Regions from separate parts of the Sus scrofa genome. Here region 2 is linked to region 1. Evidence: chromatin contacts called from public Hi-C data. All regions are on one chromosome and are shown on one strand. The core of a region is the stretch at or near the end of the contact, and the rest is flanking DNA. Distances in the headings are between cores, read along the strand shown.

The links. Hi-C and Micro-C count contacts between places; a contact is called where the count stands out from the background.
Region 2: a contact with region 1 is called in a Hi-C map of skeletal muscle, with 4 times the contacts expected there. The contact joins the promoter of SLMAP here to the promoter of DENND6A in region 1. A contact is called at or near these places in 15 of 47 Hi-C or Micro-C datasets (alveolar macrophages, blood, brain and 9 more) and 2 of 2 datasets of contacts at active chromatin or transcription factors (alveolar macrophages and skeletal muscle).

What each region holds. Positions count from the first base shown.
Region 1 is chr13:39,520,882-39,525,413 of Sscrofa11.1, forward strand. DENND6A (protein DENND6A) reads right to left here and starts at 3,229. Exons shown (of 20, transcript XM_021069010.1): 1 at 2,904-3,229. The coding sequence starts at 3,140.
Region 2 is chr13:39,569,750-39,574,295 of Sscrofa11.1, forward strand. It overlaps SLMAP (sarcolemmal membrane-associated protein), which reads left to right and starts at 2,181. Exons shown (of 21, transcript XM_021069059.1): 1 at 2,181-2,305; 2 at 2,508-3,813. The coding sequence starts at 3,616.

The DNA.
Region 1 (4,532 bases), core at 1,979-4,478:
CTCAGGGTCAAGGGTAACCTATGCCACAGCTTCGACAACAACAGATCCTTAACCCACTGCATAGGGCCAGGGATCAAACCCTGGCCATCGCAGAGATAACGCCAGATCCTTAACATGCTGCACTACAGCAGGAACTCCTAAATGACTGTCTTTTTGATAACACAGGTGGGTTCTTGGATATACTGTCCAAACTTAGCTTTTTCCTATTCTTTAACTTCCCTTCTGAAACCCAACGGTTGTGCATTATAGGAAGCAGGGTTGGGACTACTATGTACTCCAATACAATTCTATACTTTCCTTCTTGCCCCATTACAGCCACCCCTCCTGTTCATTTTTGACTTAGATATAGCCATAAAACAAAAGTGAAATATATTTTCAACTATTTTGCTGTATTAATTATTAATTTGTATTCCTTTTTCATTTCATTTTTGCTTTTTAGGGCTGCACCGACAGCACATGGAAGTTCCCAGGGCAGGGGTCGAATATGAGCTACAGCTGCCAGCCTACACCACAGCCGCAGCAACGCCAGATCCTTAACCCATTGAGTGAGGCAAGGGATTGAACCCACATCCTCATGGATCCTAGTCGGGTTTGTTAACTGCTGAGCCACAAAAGGAACCCCTCCTTTTTCATTTTAAAAGTGGCAATATTCTACATTTCTCAGGACAACATAACTAAATTAAACTGTGTTACCTCTCAATGTGTTTATTTTTTTTTTGGGTCCTCTATTAAGAATCTTCCCCACTCTTGGGAGTTGCCGTTGTGGCACAGCAGAAACGAATCTGACTAGGAACCATGAGGTTTCGGGTTCAATCCCTGGCCTCGCTCAGTGGGTTAAGGATCTGGTGTTGCTGTGGCTGTGGTGTAGGCCGACAGCTGCAGCTCCGATTAAACCCTAGCTTGGGAACCTCCATGTGCCTCAGGTGCAGCCCTAAAAAGACAAAAAAGACAAAAAAAAAAAAAAAAAAAAAATCTTCCCCACTCTCACCCTACATCTTCTAAAATCAGTGATTCTTAATCTGAGAGCAATGGATCAGAAAGTTCATAAATGATTCCCAGATAGTCCACAAAAGCATATACATGATTTGTATTAGTATTTTCCTAATGGAGAGAGTTCATGAAGTTCTTCACATTTTTTAAACGGTCCAGAATGCAAAAAAAAGTCAAGAACTACAGAAAGAAAACTCTGTACAGTAGCATATACTATGGAAAACGAAATTCAAAAAAAATCCTTCAATGATTCACATTTTTGAAGCACCTCAATTATGCTGAGTATTGTTTATTTGGTCAAAAAAACATACTCATGCGATAAAGAATGCCCGAATTGTAAGAATCCCAAAGGACTTCCCCTAGCTATTTAAAAATGCAATCGGAGCTCCCCTCATGGCTCAGCAGAAATGAATCAGACTAGTATCCATGAGGACCCAGGTTTGATCCCTGGCCTTGCTCAGTGGGTTAAGGATCTAGTATTGCCATGAGCTGTGGTGTAGGTCCCACATGTGGCTGGGATCTGATATTGCTGTGGCTGTGGCACAGGCCAGCAACTACAGCTCCCATTAGACCCCTAGACTGGGAACCTACATATGCTGCTGGTGTGGCCCTAAAAGGACAAAAAAATAAATAAAAATGCAATCGACTACAAGAACTCAATCTTATGCTTTCTGGTTAAACTGTATTTTGCTGTACATATAACTTCAGGTTAATGTATTAATGTAAAAGATAGATGACATATAAATCTCTTCCTCTCAGTCTTTGAGAACTGCTGTTTCTATCTGAAAGTACTGTTCATGTATTCATTGATTCTATCAATTTTTTATTGAACACCACCATGCGCCAGGCATTGCATTTAACTCTCTCTCCCAGAGTGATTAATCTAGGTTCTCCTCTAAATTGTAGTCTCAATCTACAAATACAGGTTAGAGCATATCCTTCATGTTTGTGTGTCCAGCACAATGCCAAGATCTTAATGGAAACAATGTGTATTGAGATATATAATAATAAAACACAGAGAAAACAAGCTGAATACACAGTTCACATTAAGAAAAACCTCCCCGGCCAATTTTCTAGCCAACTCAAGCCACTCAAGTCAGAATTAAATGGTTAATTAAAATCTGTCATTACCACCAAAACAAAACAAAACAATCTTCTAACCCTAGGTCGTTCTAATAATGTTTTTCTTGGATACATAAAGACAAGCGATCTCCTGTGCTACAAAAGGGACCCTAAATAATGTGAAGAGTAGTTAAGATTACAAAGCCTTCCGATAAGGTGTTATAGGAAAACTTGACAGATTCACAAGCCAACTATTTTCCTTATGTTCATCTTGATATCAGCTTTCAAGCCGTTTCAGAAGCACTATCAAGAAACAACAGAAATGAGGAACAAAAGCAAAAGAGAAAATGCTTTCTGAGAAAAGCATTTCGGCTCAGGCTGAGTGGAATGCTCTGGAGTTACTGCTAATGATTAAAACAATCTATAGGTCTAAAAAAAATGTTGGTTGTGTGGCGTTTGGCTATTATAGTTCACCGTATGTCATGGGCATTGTTCCATTCTTGACAAAGTCCTAAACATCCTGCCTGCAGTCTTCCCTGGGTGCCGCTAACCATTCTAGTTATTCCTGTGATACCGGGTTAAAAAAAAAAGAAAAAGAAAACATGACGGTCAACAAGAATCTAGAAGGGGCCGAGAGAGAACTTTTCACCCCTAGCCACAGCCCACGATCCTCCCAAGGGAACTAACTCTGGACCGCAGCCCAGTATACTGGCGGAGGGGCGGCCGGCCACGCCCGGATGCGCATCGGCCGGGGTCCAGGCAGGCCGGCCCGCGAGCCACACACTCTGCTGGGACCGCCCCGGCGCGGGGACCCGGGTCGCACACGGGGTCAAGGTGCGGCTGGGCCTCACCTCTACGGCTTGGCCCAGCTCCAGGTCGAAGCCCACCACACACACGCAGTGCAGCCAGGCAGAGAAGCCGTCCCAGCGCAGCAGGCCCCGGCCGCGGCCCTCGTCTTCCTCATCCTCCTCCGATACAGCTCCCGCCGCCACCAAGGCAGATGCCTCGCGCTCCTCGTCCGTCGCCACCGCCTCATCCGCCGGCCCGCGGGAACCGGGCCCCGAGCCTGCCAGGCCCCGCAGAGCCATCCGCCTCCCCCTTGCTGTTCGCGCCGCCCCCACCGCGGACCGCGCTGCACAGCGCGCCTGGCTCCGCGCAGGCGCAGCCGCCTCTGGTGCAGCCGCGGGGGACGGGCTCAGCCGGGGCGGGGCCGCGACCCACGTGACCCTGGGAGCCCGGCTCTGCACCAGTCCTCGTGTACCACAGCGTAGATGTGGGGACGTCAGGCAAGCGCTTGGTTGAACTTGAGAAGCGGGCCCTGGCTTCCTTTCCTCAATGTTCCTCAACACTGATACAGTGAATCCTGGGATCCTCCTTCGCAGTCCAACGACCAGGAAATGAAGTATTCTTGAAATGTCATCATTCATAATTATAAGGTATTATTAAAATGTTAAAATATAGTGGTCAAGAAGAGCAGACTTCGAGTTCCCAGGGGGGAAAGGGAAGGGAATGGGATGGATGGGCATTTTGGGGGGTTTTTTGGGTGCAAATTCTTATATTTGGAATGGATGGGCAATGGGACCTACTGTAAAGCACAGGAAATGTGTGTGATTGGGTCAGTTTGCTGTACAACAGAACCTGACGAAACACTGTAAATCAACCACACTTTAATTTAAAAAAAAAAATTAGTAACGTGGCTAAATTGAGCATTTACTCTGTGCCAGATGATGTGCCAAGCAAGTACTTTACAAATATTACTTCACTGAATGTTCGCATCATGGCTAGTAGGTGGTCACTATTATTTATTTATTTTTAGATAAAGAAACTGAGGTTTTGAGAGGTTACATGACCTGCCAAGCAAGTATTAACATTCTGATGCTGATTTACAGTTCACTCAGGCAACCTACTGACTGAGAGATCCCTTCATTCAGCTGTTCCCTCTCCACCAAGCCCTCTCCCACCTTTCTTGGCCTAATTGTCCGTGACTCATTCAGCATTCACACAGCAGCATCCCAAGAGCTCTCTGGAACACCAGGTTGGCCTCCACAGCAATCTGGATCACTTAGCAAGGGTTTAGTCTCAAGCAGCTTTATATTCTTGGAGCTCAGCATTGAGCTAGGCACCCAGGAGGTAGTTGGTTTGTTGAATTGTTATTTTTATAGGTCCAACTTGATACTACTGACCGGATTTATTCAGCACCTACTATGTGAGCATAAACTGCACAGTGGATGTAAGTAAGGAACACACAGAGTTCCCTGGTGGTTCAGCAGGAAGGATCTAGCATTGTACTGCTGTGGCTCAGGTCACTGCTGTGACATGGGTTTGATCCCTGGCCCAGGAACTTCCCATGCAAAAAAAAAAAAAAATAATAAATTAAATAAATAAATAAAAACAGCACTGTATTCATACTTTTTTCTTTTCTTTTCTTTCTTTCTTTTTTCTTTTTTTTTTTTTTTTTTTTTTTTTTTTTTTGCTTTTTA
Region 2 (4,546 bases), core at 931-3,430, 48 kb after region 1:
AGACCACTTCACGGCCTGCAAGTCCTTTAACAATTGAAATCACTTTCCTGTGCCCTTCCTTCTTTACCACCCCTCCTCATGCTCCAGTAATACAGACCTACCTGCAATTCTCTTAAAGTCCTTTTCTTCCAAGTCTCTGGGACTCTGCTTGTAATATTTCCTTGACCTCAAATTTCATTATCCCACTACTACCAGAAGAGCTGCTTACTCCTACTCATTTTTCATCTCAATTTATACTACTCCACAAGGCTCCCATTACTCTTGATAAACTCATAGTAGCAAGAATTTTGTTGTGTTACCACCTAAATTGTGAGGGAGTTTTTTTTTTCTTCCCCTATTGTTGTAGTTCCAGGGCTTGTCACAGTAGCTGTTTCCCACATTAAGTATTTGTAGAATGAAGGACTGAAAGAATGCATAAGTTCATGCACAAAACTTATTAGAGATTGCGGAGGGACCTACATTACTTATTCCACATGAGACTAAAAGTTACCACAAATGAAAACTTTTCAACCTCTTATATTAAGACTTTTCAATATATTCTTATTTTTGTCCAAAATAAAGTAACTGGAACATGGTAGTAATTCCATACACATTTGCTGAAGTAGTGAGAGTGTTAGTTAGAAAGTATACAAGGCCCTTATAACATATATTCTTCTCTTGGGACTCTCTTTGTGCCACTCCTACTGTATCCCGTAATAAAGAGTATGTAATTTTCAATCATGTATCAAATATTTGAGACACTGTAATGTGCCAGGCACGTTGTTCTACCATTTTAAAAGCCTTATTCTTGGAGTTCCCATCGTAGCGCAGTGGTTAACGAATCCGACTAGGAACCATGAGGTTGCGGCTTCGGTCCCTGCCCTTGCTCAGTGGGTTAAGGATCTGGCGTTGCCGTGAGCTGTGGTGTAGGTTGCAGACGCGGCTCGGATCCTGCGTTGCTGTGGCTCTGGCGTAGGCTGGTGGCTATGGCTCTGATTAGACCCCTAGCCTGGGAACCTCCATATGCCGCAGGAGCGGCCCAAGAAATAGCAAAAAAATAAAAATAAAAGCCTTGTTCTTTTTTTCACTAAACCTTCCTGGAAATTTACGAAACCATTCAGCAAATACCATGTTTATCGTGGTTTTCCTACCATCCTTCTTTGAGTTCAGTTACCTCCCATAGAAGACCCCTTTAGTGGCTAGTGCTTGTTTTCATCTTAGCCCTGATTGCATCAAAGTGAAGTTATCTCTATTTGAAACCCTCCTCTCCCTATCCTTATCTCACAATACCCAGGTATACTCTCAGAGGGCAAGGATTGAGATTTGGTTCATCTATGTGTCTTCAGGGCCCAGCACAGAACTTAGAACAGGGCCAAAACCCTGTATGTAAGAATTGAATAGTATTTACTCTTTCATGAGCAGATAGATTACTCCCTTGAATTCTCACAACAGGTGCGTTAACTATTATCTCCAAGTAATAGATGACAAAACGAAGCTCGTAGAGGTTTAGAAACTTCCCCAAGGTCACAGAGTGGTGGAGCCTGTTGTCAAAGGAATCTGAAGAATGACGCCATCATTGATTCCAAAGGACCTCTCTCTCTGGAAAAACATGATTTTAAACTTTCAGAAGTTGCACTAATTTCGGGGTAGAGTCAGCGCTAGGGGCCTGGGAAATAAGATAGGCCCAGTGAGAAGAATTGTCATTTGAAATGGAACGCAAGGACTAAGAAAGAGTTTTTCCTCCGGGTAGGATACATAGCGAAGACTTTAAAGAGGGCGGATGAATCTTGTTACAGATGCACAAATCCTGAGACTTGTAGGAATTTAGTTGTTCACACCTAAGGCGGCTGTTGGGGTGGAGGTCGGGGAGCTGTGCTGCCCACAACTAAGATGGATGCTAATAACAGCTCCTTTGGATGGGCTTGGTCTCCTTGGGCGTTGATATTTTCAATGAGGACTCTAGTGAATAAAATTTAGTAAATGCTAGCGCCTTCTTACCAAGATGGCAAAGTAGGAAGTTGGCACGTTATGTTTAGAAAACCTTCAACAGGTCAAATTTTTTCTTGCCCATAACCAAAATGGTGGCAAAGGTGTCCCACGGTTTTGAAGCGTCCAACCCTTAACTAAGATGGCGTGCGGAGGCTTGTTAAAAAGGCTTGCCCTCTTTTCTGCCCTTGACCATCATGGCTTCCGCGGCGTCTGTCACGTGATGCCCCGACTACGGCGCGGGAGAAGGGGTAGGAGGGCCCTTGAAGGGTGCGCGTTCCCGTGGCGGTGCACCGGGTAGGTTTCAGTCAGAGTCACTATGGCGGCCGGAGCTGGCAAGGTAAGCTGAGGCGGCGGCGGCGGTAAGAGAAGCTGGACCCGTCTTGGCGTCCGGGCTCCCAGTCCCCGCGGCCCCTCAGCGGAAAGGTCGGCCGAGTCGTGGCCAGTCGCGGGGGCTGGTTGGGGTGGGCTGAGGGGGTTGAGGGCTGAGGTGGGCGGGCACCGGCGCTGACGGCCGTTTGTTTTGATGTTTTCCCCACCAGGTCGGAAAGTTTCTGTCGTCGGGCAGAGCCTGAGCTTGTCCCACCGGCTGCGAGCGGTGGAGGCTGCGGCGGACCCAACCCGGGGCCTCCAGGCCTCTCCCCCAACCTCCGGGCCAGCCTCCCTCCCCCACCTCCTCGTCCGTCGGGAGCTTCAGCTGCGGTCCCTGAGATGCGACCCTCGCGGGAGAGACTCTGAAAGGAGGTGGCCGGTGTGCTGAGGAGCAGCCAGGAGCCCAGGAGTCCAGGGACCAACTTCCTGCGGGCCGAGACCCCGGATCCTCCCCGGGGTCGCGCCTCGCTCGGTCACCACCCGCCTGCTGAGCCGGATCCCCGCCCTGGTCGCGGGGACGCCCGCCAGGTGCCCGGAGTCCCGCCTTGGCCGCTGCCCTAGCTCCCGCCGGTCCCCGTTCCTCGTGCCAGGGACTCCAGCCACCGCCACCTCGTCTCGTGCGGGGCCGGGGACCCTGTGCCACCTCCCGGCCGGCCTTCGCGGGAGGGGCAATGCAGACTGTCCGGCTGGCCGTCTAGACCCCTGCGCTGGCCCCATCGCCTCTCGTCCCTCCAGTCCGGAGGCCCTCGAAGACGGGCGGTGGCTGCCCAGAGGTGCTCAGCTACACCTTTCTTCCGCCTGAAAGGACCTTTCTGGCCGCAACGAACCGACCCTTCCTTCATGCTGCAGTGCTGCAACATTTCCGCCACCGAGGGGGGAAAGCGGCCGCGATCCCAAACAAAACCCAAGAATTGGCGTGTGACTCATCTGCTTGGATACCTCCAGTCCCCAAACTGTCTTCCAGGAGTTTTCTTGGCCGAAGCTGTCCAATGTTTGAGCCTTTTCTTCCCAGGGAAGAAGATGGACTGAAAGCTACCAGTTGGGGACTTGGTGTGATCAGGGCACTGCTGGGTTTTAAAGGAGGTGATGGGGCTTGCGCTGACTCGTCTTCCCACCCAAGTGAAGAGTTGTTGATGTTCACTGGTTATGCTTGGACAATGTGCAGTTTGTTTTAATTTAAAATTTGGTGGGGGATAGGGGTAGAGGCTTGTGAAGGGTCCGGATCCGGTGGACCTCCTCTTTGTCCCTAGTAGGAGAGACACCCCCAGTCTGTCCTCGATGCCGTCAGCCTTGGCCATCTTCACTTGCCGCCCGAACTCACACCCTTTTCAAGAGCGTCATGTCTACCTGGACGAGCCCATTAAAATCGGCCGCTCGGTGGCCCGTTGTCGACCAGCACAGAATAATGCTACCTTTGATTGCAAAGTGCTGTCAAGGAACCATGCTCTCGTCTGGTTTGATCACAAGACGGGCAAGGTAATGTCACTACGTTGTCTAACAATCTTTGTTTTTCGTTTCTCTTTGCCCTTTCTGCATAAATGTATGCAGGATCCCAGGGCTTGCACCCAGAGGACACTTTCAGCAAGGCCATGGAGAACCAACTTTTTGTGTGACTGGTTCTAGTGGAAATTTGTTTGAGGTGGTTGAATGGAAAACAGAGAAGGTATTGTAATTTAACACCCTGAGAGGGCGATGACATCTTGATAATATGGTCATTCCCAGTGAAATCCCAAACCCTAATTTGTTTTAGAAAACTAGATAGTGAAACTTGGCTTCTCGCTTTTAGTCTTTTAAGAAAGGTGAATTTGCACTTCAGTACTTGATGAAGCAAGTAGCAGTTCCCAAAGCAATGCAGGGAATCCATGGCCAGTATTACACAGGGGCTCAAGTGTCTCAATGGTGAAATGCAGTTAACACAGTGTCTTTGAGTTGAGTTCAGAGCAGGGTCTTTCTAGCAAGGACATTGTTTGTGTAAATTTACATTTTTGAAAGATTTGATACGTATTTACCTACAAGGGAGTAATTTGCAAAGCCAATTTAAGTATGAACAATTGTAACTTTATAGTTTCAGAATTTTGTTTGTAAGTTAGGTGAACATATACCAATTGCTTTTGAGGATCACTTTTTGATGTTCCCTGCAGCATTTATTAAAAACACCTAATGCATACTTATAGAGGTGATATTTAAAAGTCAGTGTTAAAATTTATTT